2 separate regions of the Bos taurus genome follow, and region 2 is linked to region 1. Evidence: chromatin contacts called from public Hi-C data. All regions are on one chromosome and are shown on one strand. Each heading gives the region's core, a stretch centred on a gene start, on an enhancer-like site or on the middle of the called end of the contact. The rest is flanking DNA. Distances are from core to core; before and after follow the strand shown.

Region 1 (5,324 bases), core at 1,518-4,017:
GTTAAACCATAATTGTCTGGAAGAGTAACTGCCGAGGTAATTGTAGAAATGAAAAAAACACAAAATTAAGTGAAGTGGATATGGTTCCAACTGAACTAACCAGGGCGCTTGGCAGCCTTGGCAGTTTTCCGGTTTAGAGTTATTTCAGGTGTATTTCTAGGCATGGCTGGGGGTGTGGGTGACTTCTGGTGTGGACATGCCCTGGCTGCATGTGATGACCCTGGGTCGGTGCTTGCACTCAGGACTGTGTGTGGTGAGGGGTCAAAGGGAAGAGCAGGGGGTACAATCAGAAAATCATGTCCCTGCCCCCAGCTCTAAGCGTTCTGGGCTCCTGGGAGCATGACGTGCACAAGGCCAGTAGATGTCTGGTGTGTGAACTCCTTGGGCTGTACCTGGAGAAAGGCCCAGGTGATGCTAGACCGGAGGCGTTAATCTCTTTAGAACCACACTGCTTTAGAGCCCAGTGAGGGCCAGGAGCACCCACACCCTATTCTGACGGGACAGTCCAGGGTTCATGGATCCCTGGAGCCTGCATTTAACAGACCTCAGGAGGAGACCCAGAGGAAGTGACCCAGGCCCCAGCGGGGTCGTCGGCCAGTTCCTCTGACAAGTCTGGAATCAGGACAGTTTGATTTCGCTGGAAGATGAACAGCTCCTCGTCCTCGCAGTCTGACTGTGGACAGATGAGAAGGCTTTGGGTTAAACGGCCGGAGGCAGAGCCAGGAGGGCCTCAGCTTCCACCCACCTGCCCTGCCCCGGGCTCTCCGACTGTCTGGGGGGACCAGTTCTCTTCCAAAGGGCCTTGCTGACACCGATTTCAGAGGCTGACTTAGAAATGGGCTCAGCAGCACCACCTGCTGGAGGTGAGATCCAGGGCACCCAGTTCTGGGTTACCTGCCACCGGCTAAGCCCAGTTAATGCCTGGCACAGAATGAGCAGGGCAATGAGGTGACAGCTTGGTACTTCACTTACATGACACAGAGCTCTCCGGTTAGCATCGTGTCTGTCATGGGAGGAAAGGACAGTGGGGGCCTTAGAAGATGTCGGAAGAAGGTGCTTGCTTACCGCAGAGGAATCAGAGTCCAGAGACGGGAGCTGGTGCTTGACGGCCTCAAGGATGGCATCCCAGGGGTTGGGCAGTGAGGGCCGCCCATCTTCATCAGGAGATGCCATGGGGTGCCTCTCAGCGTACCATCATCCAAGGAACCTTGCAGAGGACATGGAGTGAGGTGAGGGGGGTCCCAGAGACAAGGGTCCAGAGCTCAGGGTGCTGACTTTTCAAAGCATACACATACCATCCCTTGCCTTGGGAGGTGTAAACAGATTGGGGACCACATACCCCATCTCCCTTCTAGTTGGCAGGCTCCTGTTACTGAGTGCCAGGCACTGTGCCATCATGTACTGTGTGTGTATGTCCGCGTGCACAATGCAGGATGGAGCCACAGATGAATGGATATGGTGATAGTTTACAATAATATGTAGATATATGTACTTGATATGTGGGTATATGGATATGTACAGAATGATACATATATATATAGATATATGTATAGATATATGATACATATAGATATATGTAAACCATATATGTCCAATATAACATAGATACTATTATTATCTACAGACAGAATTTGTATCAAAGTCAGAGGGGATTTCAAGCCACTACTTTTTACTGCCCCCTTACAAAGGAACAGAATAGACATTTTGGAGTCCCCAGAACACTTTTTTTGGAGTTGACACTCAAATTATCAGGCACTTGGCCAACACACCCCTTTTGTATCCCAGAGTCTTAACAGACCCCCTTCAGGGGTCAAGGAGGCTTAGAAATGTGGGGTGATGGCACTTTAGAGCTGGCGTCTTGAGAGTACTTGCAGCCTGAGAGGCCTCTGTCACTATAAAATGGGAAGAGGACACTCCTGCCCCAGCCCTGGCCCCCAACAAGGGAAGCAGCAGGCGAGGTGAATGGGGGCTTTTTGCTTTTTCTGTGCTCACAAGAGTGGGGCAGGAGCTTGGTGTACCCTGATCTGGGAACAGCAGGGCAGGTCTCGTATATACATCACATGATGTTCTCCGGCTGCAGGGCAGATCAGAGGGCAACAGAATCACCTGGTTGAAGGGGACAACCAGAAACTCTTAAGTTCTCCAGGAGGACAAGGTAACAGAGGAAGAAAAGGCATTACAGGCTGCGGCAAGAGCACCTAAGAGCTCAGAGGAGTGAAAAGTACCCAACGTGTTGGGGAAAGAAATTTTCAGTTGCTGGAGTTTGCGGTGCAAACGGACCAGACCGTGAAGGGTCCTGAACACCAGGTTGAGGAGCGTCGCTCACCGAACGGACTGCCGAAGGCTACGCGAAGCAGCAGCCCCAGTCCGGCAGAATCCTGACGGTTCCTCCACGTCCGTTTCTTGGCTGCAGCCCGTTAGCCCCGCCCACCGCCGGACCGCGGGTTGTTATGACAACTGGACGCCACCGTCCACTCGGGTGGGGCTTTTAAATTCTAAAGTTCGGAAACAGGAAACCATCGCGCGTCCTCCCACCGATTTCCCAGCTCGTTTCCCCAGCCCCCACCCCGTCCACCACCCAACATATATCTCCGCAGCTGCGGCCTCGGTCTCCGCCTCTCTTCCCGGCCTCGACAAGGACGAAAACGGCCCGCCGCCTTTTCGGTCGTGTTCTCCTGCTTGGGCAGCGGCGCGATTACTGAGGCCGTCGCCGCCTTCGGAATCCCGGCTCCGCAGTCTTACATCACTGGACGGCCAACTCCTTCCCACCCACCCCCCCGCTCGTCTTTCGGGACTTAGCGCGTCCTGCCGCTCCTGAAACACGATTTGTTCCCCTGGCCAGCGGAGGGGCGGAGCAAGGCGGACTCCCCCTGCTCATTGGCTGCTGCGGGCGTCACACAGCAAGCCGGGCTAGCTGACCGGAAGGTCCGGGTGCGGGACGGACGAGAAATCCACAGCGCCGGGAGAGGCCGAGGGGCACCCGCGAGCGTCCCGGCGTGCTCCGCGCCTCCCGCAACCACTTCCGGGGCGGGAGCGGGCCGCTGGGTCCGCGCGCTGTGGCGGCGACCGGCGCGTAGGGAACCCGAGCGGGCGCGGCCGAGGGAGCGCGGCGGCGAGCGTCGGTCCAGGGCTGCCCGGGGCCCGAGGCCCAGCGCGGGGAGGCTCCGCGGCGGCCCGGCCCCTGCCTGGTGCTCGCACCTGCTGCCCGTTCGCGGGGCGTCCCAGCCCTGCCGCTGGTTCGCCGCGGAGTTTACAGCTCAGAGCGTCCTCTTCGCAGCTGAGGAGCCGGGACGGAAAGCCACGTGTGGGGTAAGGTTACTGGGAGGAGGCGTCGGCGCTTGGGTAGTTCCCTAGGTTACCCTCCCTGGGGCCGGAGAACGAGGTGGGGATGTCTGGAGGCAGCGGAAGGCCCACGCCCCGGGGCAGGACGCGGTGCCCTCGGGCTTTTACAGACCTCCCTGTGGGCGTGACGGTCACCACCAACGTCATTTGTTGTTGTTATTTACTACTTTGGTGTGCTTTAAAAGTAACAGATACTTAGCATTTTACCAAACGGACAGAACGCAAAGGTGGAAGGAAAATTAAAAGATCTCATTCCCAGTGCTACTTCCTGGAGATAAATTCTAGAAACGATAAGCAAAAGATTTTCGACAAGTATACGTGATATATACCTGGATATGACTTTGTTCCTAAGGAATACCCGGTTGTTTTAGAGCGTCTGGCATGGAGCAGGGTGATAAAGCAGCTTTACGGTCCCTGGGCATCCGCGTTCTCGTTCCATGATTCTGATAGCCCCTCAGCGTTGTGCCCGGTTTCAGACAGTTGAAAGTGAAAGTCGCTCAATCGTGTCTGACTCATGGGGTCTGACAGACCTCATGGACTGTCCATGGAATTCTCTAGGCCAGAATACTGGAGTAAGTAGCCTTTTCTTCTCCAGGGGATTTTCTGAACCCAGGTCTCCCGCACCGCGGACGGATTTTTTTACCGGCTGACCCACAAGGGAAGCCTAAGAATACTGGAGTGGGTAGCCTATCCCTTCTCCAGCTCATCTTCCTGACCCAGGAATCAAACCGGGGTCTCCTGCATTAAGGTGGATTCTTTACTAACTGAGCGAGCCTCCAATAAAAGAGAATGTGGGTCCTACCCTGGAGGAGGCATTTGGAGTAGAAGAGACACCCCCAAAGAAGGCTGAAGGGGTGTTCTGAAAGGAGCGCAGAACTGACACTCAGCTGATTTGGATTCTTGTTCAGGTTTGGCGGCCAGGATCGTTCAGCTGCTGTGGGCGGCAGTCTGCTGCGGCAGGAGTGTGACCATCGCGTTTCATCCCCTGGAACTACCAGGAAGGAAAGACCTAACCGACCCCAGCATCCCCCTCCACAGCGATGTCGGAGCTCAGCGATGAAGCCAGTGAGCCAGAGCTGCTGAACCGCAGCTTGTCCATGTGGCACGGGCTGGGCACGCAGGTCGGCCGGGAGGAGCTAGCTGTCCCCCTGGATCTTCACACAGCGGCTTCCATTGGCCAGTACGAGGTGGTGAAGGAGTGTGTGCAGCGGTAAGAGGTCTTGGGAGGCATTCCTTCCTCTTGGATGTTTGAGCACCATGGCCCAGGTGGAGTCATCAGGAGACTAGTGAGGCCTGGCCCACAGCTGTAGACATTTAACCCATGGGTAGATTATGGACTTCACTGGTGGCTCAGATGGTAAATTGTCTGCCTACAATGTGGGAGACCCAGGTTCACTCCCTGGGTTGGGGAAGATCTCCTGGAGAAGGAAATGGTAACCCACTCTAGTATTCTTGCCTGAAAAATCCCATGGACAGAGAGGAGCCTGGTAGGCTACAGTCCATGGGGTCACAAAAAGTCAGACACGACTGAGTGACTTCACTTCATGTCAGATAAACTGTTCTCTCAGGCGGTTGTCAGGGATGGTTTATGCTGGGCACCAGTGAGGAAGGCAGTTTTGAATAGTGGTATACAATCAGTAGTGTCCTGATTTCAGCGTTGCTGACAAGCTGGGCCAGCTCCTCCTTTGCTCTGTGGGGTGTTTTGTGCACCTCCAGATACAGAGCCACAGAAGGCAATGGCACCCCACTCCAGTACTCTTGCCTGGAAAATCCCATGAACGGAGCAGCCTGGTGGGCTGCAGTCCATGGAGGGGTCGCTGAGAGTCGGACATGACTGAGCGACTTCACTTTCACTTTTCACTTTCATGCATTGGAGAAGGAAATGGCAACCCACTCCAGTGTTCTTGCCTGGAGAATCCCAGGGACGGAGGAGCCTGGTAGGCTTCTGTCTATGGGGTCGCACACAGTTGGACACGACTGAA
Region 2 (5,142 bases), core at 488-2,987, 180 kb before region 1:
TTATTTTGGGGGGCTCCAAAATCACTGCAGACGGTGACTGCAGCCATGAAATTAAAAGACTCTTACTCCTTGGGAGGAAAGTTATGACCAACCTAGATACCATATTAAAAAGCAGAGACATTACTTTGCCAACAAAGGTCCGTCTAGTCAAGGCTATGGTTTTTCCTGTGGTCATGTATGGATGTGAGAGTTGGACTGTGAAGAAGGCTGAGCGCCGAAGAATTGATGCTTTTGAAGTGTGGTGTTGGAGAAGACTCCTGAGAGTCCCTTGGACTGCAAGGAGATCCAACCAGTCCATTCTGAAGTAGATCAGCCCTGGGATTTCTCTGGAAGGAATGATGGTAAAGCTGAAACTCCAGTACTTAGGCCACCTCATGCGAAGAGTTGACTCATCGGAAAAGACTCTGATGCTGGGAGGGATTGGGGGCAGGAGGAGAAGGGGACGACAGAGGATGAGATGGCTGGATGGCATCGCTGACTCGATGGACGTGAGTCTGAGTGAACTCTGGGAGTTGGTGATGGACAGGGAGGCCTGGCGTGCTGCGATTCATGGGGTCGCAAAGAGTCGGACACGACTGAGCGACTGAACTGAACTGAACTGAACTGGAGCAAATGCCAGAGTGTCCACAGTTTTGCAGATGGAGAAACCAAAGTTCAGAAGGTCGAAGACATTTCCCCAGGGCCACACAGCTAGGAAATGGAGGAGTGAGGATTTGACATCTTCGCTCACAGGCTCTTCCCAATTTTACGGGTGGAAAAATTGAGGTTCAGAGAGGTTAAGCCACTTGCTTAAGGTCACACAGCTGGTGATATGGCTGAGGCAGATTTCAAACCCAGTTTGGTTTCAAGCTAAAGCTTGATTTGATTTTGTGTTTTGTCCCCTGTGGCCTGGCCTGTCCATCACTCAGGTCCCCAGGTGCAGGAGGGAATGGGGTCCTGACCTCCTGACCTGGGCCATCCCCAGGAACTGTCACACATTGGCTCCAGAAATGTAGCCCCACCGGTCTGGGCAGCATGGGCCCTGGCAGGGCAGGGAGGAAGTAGGCTTGGTCGTGGGGAGGGGAGTTTTGGAGTTGGGTTGGGCAGCCTGTCCTGCAGTGGAGATCCCAGGCCTGGCAGAGCCAGTCTGGCCCCAGGACCCCACCCAGCTCCACTCTCTGCCCTGACAGCATGACCTCCTCACTGGGTGGCCCTCACAGCTCCATCTGGGAGGCCCAGGGATGGGCTTGAAATGAGGCGTCCAGAGATGTAGAGTAGGTTGTGCCGGCAAGCCATCCAGGGTTCACGATGAGGCTCAGATCTGCAAGATGCTATTAGGGTGCAGTGTGGCTGGGCCAGAGGGGCCATCAGCCTGTGGGTGAAGCCAGGTCCAAGAGGCCCCTGCTGAGCAGAGGGTTAACCCCTCCATGGCTGGGTCCTGCAGAAGGGCCAGGGTGGCCAGGGGCAGTGGAGGCTCAGTGCTGCCACTTTTCAGGCACTGGTCAGGAGCTGTTCTCATGTTTTGACAGCAGACACCGTCATGCAGGTACACAGCCCTCCAGAGAGGGCTGGCAGGAAGGTCATCTGAGCCGCAGATGCCCACTTGGGGGGCATCAGGGTGGGGCTTCCTGGCAGGCAGTGGGGAGGTGGCCAGGTTGGGGCAGCCTGCCAGGGGCCCCAGGCGAGTTCAGGCCAGAGGCACATTCCTGGGGGATGACTCGGGCAGGCACAGGGGTGACTCACCGTGGACCCTCTCTTGTCTCTGCTGCCAGAGGCCAGCCTCCTCCCTGGTCCCAGGGGGGCCGTGGTGGGGAGCTCACCGGCCCAGGGCTGAGTGTGACTCAGCCCATCTGGACTGGACGGCCAGCATGATTTTCCATCCATTGCATTGTTCTGCGAGGAAAGTAAATACATGTTACAAAACACGGGGTGAAGCCAGGCCAGCCCCCTCCTGTCCCCTTGGAGGGCGGGGAGGAGAGGGCCCTCCACGCCACGCCATCACGGAGCACTGGCTCATCCACATTTTACAGATGGGGACGCCAGGTTCAGAGAGGTTAAGCCACCAACCCAAGGTCACACTCTGGGCAGGATTCAGACTGAGGTTGGCCTCAAGCTACAGCCTGCGGGTTCTTCCCCAGAGGGTGTAGACCAGGCCTGCCCATGTGCTGCATCTCTCTGCTCACAGCTGTGTCTCTCAGGGCAATCCAGAGACCCACAAGCTTTAGCATCCTGGGGTGGGGGGGGTGGGGGGGGTATGTGCTTGTTAACATGCAGATGCTGAGGCTCTAGCCAGACCCACCAGCTGCAATCTCAGATGGGGGCCCTGGAATCTGCATTTCTGAATGCCCTCTAGGTGGGGGTGAAGCTGTACCCCTGGAGATGGGAGAACAGCTGTCTGTCCACAGAAAGCCTGGGCCTCTGCCCTGGGAGGAGAGGCTCCATGGTGAGGAACTGGCCTTCCATCCTGCACACCCCTCTCTCTGCGGGAATGCTGCCCTTCTTGTTTCAAACTGGTTCACCGAAACACCTGAGCCAGCCAGGGAGTGAGCGAGCACCTCTCCAGCTGCTGGGGAAACAATGATCGCAAACAGGGAGGGTGTGGGTGACCTTTCAGATGTGGTGGCCTCCTGGGAGACAGCCGCCTGGCCCAGCTCTAGGCAGGGGACGGGGTTCAGGGGCCAAAGGTGGCCTAGTTGCCAGGGAACAGAACAGCTGGGCAGGTACCATCCCTTCAGGGTGAACGTCAAGTCAACCCCCCGGGGAAAGCAAACACGCTCCCCGAGCCCCCACCCCACGGCACAGGCAGAGCAGATGAGTCACTTGGCATACGAGGGCTCCTCGAAACCAAGCAAATCCCATCTGCCCACAGGAGGATCCACAGGGGCCAGATCCCAGCTCCCACCCCATCCGGCCTACCCACAGAGTGTCTTGCACACGTGTGTACACATGTGCACACACTCACACACACACACACACATGCTGCACCAGCTCAGAAACCCAGATTCTAGAGGCTGGAGGGAAGAGGGATGGTGAAGGACAACTCAGTTCCTCCCAAAATCTACTCATTCTCCCCAAAGCACTTGGGCCGGGCCCAGCTGAGTCAGCCCATGAGGGTGGAGACGGGTGGGGGTCCGAGAGCACGGGGCCAGAGCAGGCTAAGCCAGGAACCAGCCCAGCTGGCACTGGGCCTCTCGGGGCCTCAGCGAGCTTCCCTGGAAGATAAGAGAGCTTCCTCTTGGGAGGGAGGGTCCTCGGGGAGTCAGTGGGGGTCTCTGGGGAGTGTCAACCTGCTGAAGTATATTGGCTACATGCTGTGTTGCCTGGCATAGAGTCGGTCCTCAATAATGGAGAAATGGCATTAATATCATCAATGTCAAACATCATCAGTGTCACGGCTGTTACAGCAGCTGAGCTATCAGCCTGCTCACCTGGAGGTCCCTAGTCTGGTTCCCTCCCAGAAGCCAAACTTCACTTTTCTAGGTGTAGGGAAGGAGGATTTGGAAGTTGGGAGAAGTCTGGAGTTCTGCATTGTCCTGTAATTGCTTGTAACCCTCAGCCTCACAAGCATGGAGCCTCCACCTGCAGAGGTCAACCCCTCCCATTTGTGGGACCCTCACTCAGGGCCTAGGGGCATGCCAAGTGCTTAACACATGGGATCTCACCTAGGAGGTGGATACTATAGTTGTGTCCATTTCACAGACGGGGAAAACTGAGGCTCAGAAGGACAAAATGACCTGCGTACAAGCTGCAACAGCTGAAAGGGACTGAGTGAGAACTCCAGGGCTCCCTGGGCTGCTGCCCCTACCCCATCTTTGGAGCCCTGATAAGGTTCATCTCCCTAGACTCAGCCCAGTTGGCTTTGTAGTTGCTGTCTCTTTGTCTCCAGCCTTAGACTATCAGCAACTTGAAGGTAGGGAGGCTTCCTTCCTTAACATGGGTTCTATTTTGCCCAAATGTTGTATCTTCCATAATCCTTATCAACCAGTATCTTTCAGTCCAGTAAGGAAGACTGGCAAAGAAGGAGGTTAACACCATAGAGTGTAGTGGACCCTAACAGAGGGGCATGAAGTGGGGAGTGGAGGCAGGGAAGGGTCTGGGAAGTAGGAATGCTAGGCTTGGGTCATTTTGAAATGAGTCTTTTAAAAGTAACTAAAGGACTTCCCTGGTGGTTCACTGGTTAAACCTCTGCATTTGCAATGCAAGGGGTACAGATTCAATCCCTGATTGGGAAATTAAGATCCCACATGCCACATGGCTAAAAAATAGAAAGTAATTGAAAAAAGACATTGAAAAATTAATCCAAGCACATATAAAAACAATATCCAAAGGAACTTTTAAAAAATAAGACAAAATCCAAACACTATGAAAGAGCGTACAATGAAAATTCAGATTTGTCTCCTGAGGGGACTCATGGCTAACAGAGTCTTGTGGATCCTTCCAGAAATTTTCTGTACATATGGGCATATATATTCTCTGTTTCTCTCTCACACTTTGCTCCTGGCGCCTGACAACGAATTCCACATCTCATTCATTTCCAGCTGCACGGTCTTCCAGAGTAGATGCACTCTGGGTTATTTAACCACCTGATCCCCATCCCAGTGGCCATCAGGCTGTTTCCAGGATCTCCTCCCTAGCAACGGTGCTGCCGTGAATGACCCCAATTTACTCTCCAAGGGAAAGGCAATCCGGAGAAGGAAGGAAAAGAGTTTCCATGCAGAGTTGTGCCATAAAACAGGGGGTTGGACAGTATTCCCTCCTGAGCCCTTTGGCTCACTTAGGGGCACAGGAAGGGGTCCAGGCTGAGCAAGTTTTGTCCTGACTTCAGGCCAAGTCTAGACCCCAAGTCACCCCCACCACCACCACCACCAAGCTGTGTGTTCTGAAGCCTTGGGCTCCTCCCTGACACCTATTCCCAATGGACTTGTAGTCTGGACTTATAGTCTCTAGGTCTCCTGCATTGCAGGTGGATTCTTTACCATCTGAACCACCAGGGAAGCCCAATGCTTGTAGTGGGACTCTAGGTCCCACCCCACTCCCACCCCCGGAGCTAACCTCAGACTAGGGGAGGGAAGTCCCTTCAGGTTGGAGGGAATTGCTCAAGCACTAAGCTGCCTGGTGGGGAACTCCCCATCTAGAAGGGGCATCTGATAGAGAAGCCAGGGC

Evidence for each region. Hi-C and Micro-C count contacts between places; a contact is called where the count stands out from the background.
Region 2: a contact with region 1 is called in a Hi-C map of an unstated tissue, with 6 times the contacts expected there. The contact joins the enhancer-like site here to the promoter of DNAAF8 in region 1. A contact is called at or near these places in 2 of 11 Hi-C or Micro-C datasets (skeletal muscle and an unstated tissue).

What each region holds. Positions count from the first base shown.
Region 1 is chr25:3,818,167-3,823,490 of ARS-UCD2.0, reverse strand. It overlaps DNAAF8 (dynein axonemal assembly factor 8), which reads right to left and starts at 2,767. Exons shown (of 10, transcript NM_001435358.1): 1 at 2,327-2,767; 2 at 1,066-1,207; 3 at 545-673. The coding sequence starts at 1,173. ANKS3 (ankyrin repeat and sterile alpha motif domain containing 3) reads left to right here and starts at 3,244. Exons shown (of 17, transcript NM_001206229.1): 1 at 3,244-3,309; 2 at 4,251-4,552. The coding sequence starts at 4,383.
Region 2 is chr25:3,998,761-4,003,902 of ARS-UCD2.0, reverse strand. No RefSeq gene overlaps it. Among named protein-coding and RNA genes, the nearest start is that of PPL, 4.7 kb to the right of the region's middle. Within about 2 kb of position 1,737, at least 42 of the 102 cell types and tissues checked have an H3K27ac peak or open chromatin away from gene starts, as enhancers often do. A contact at or near this core is called in skeletal muscle, where this site is marked.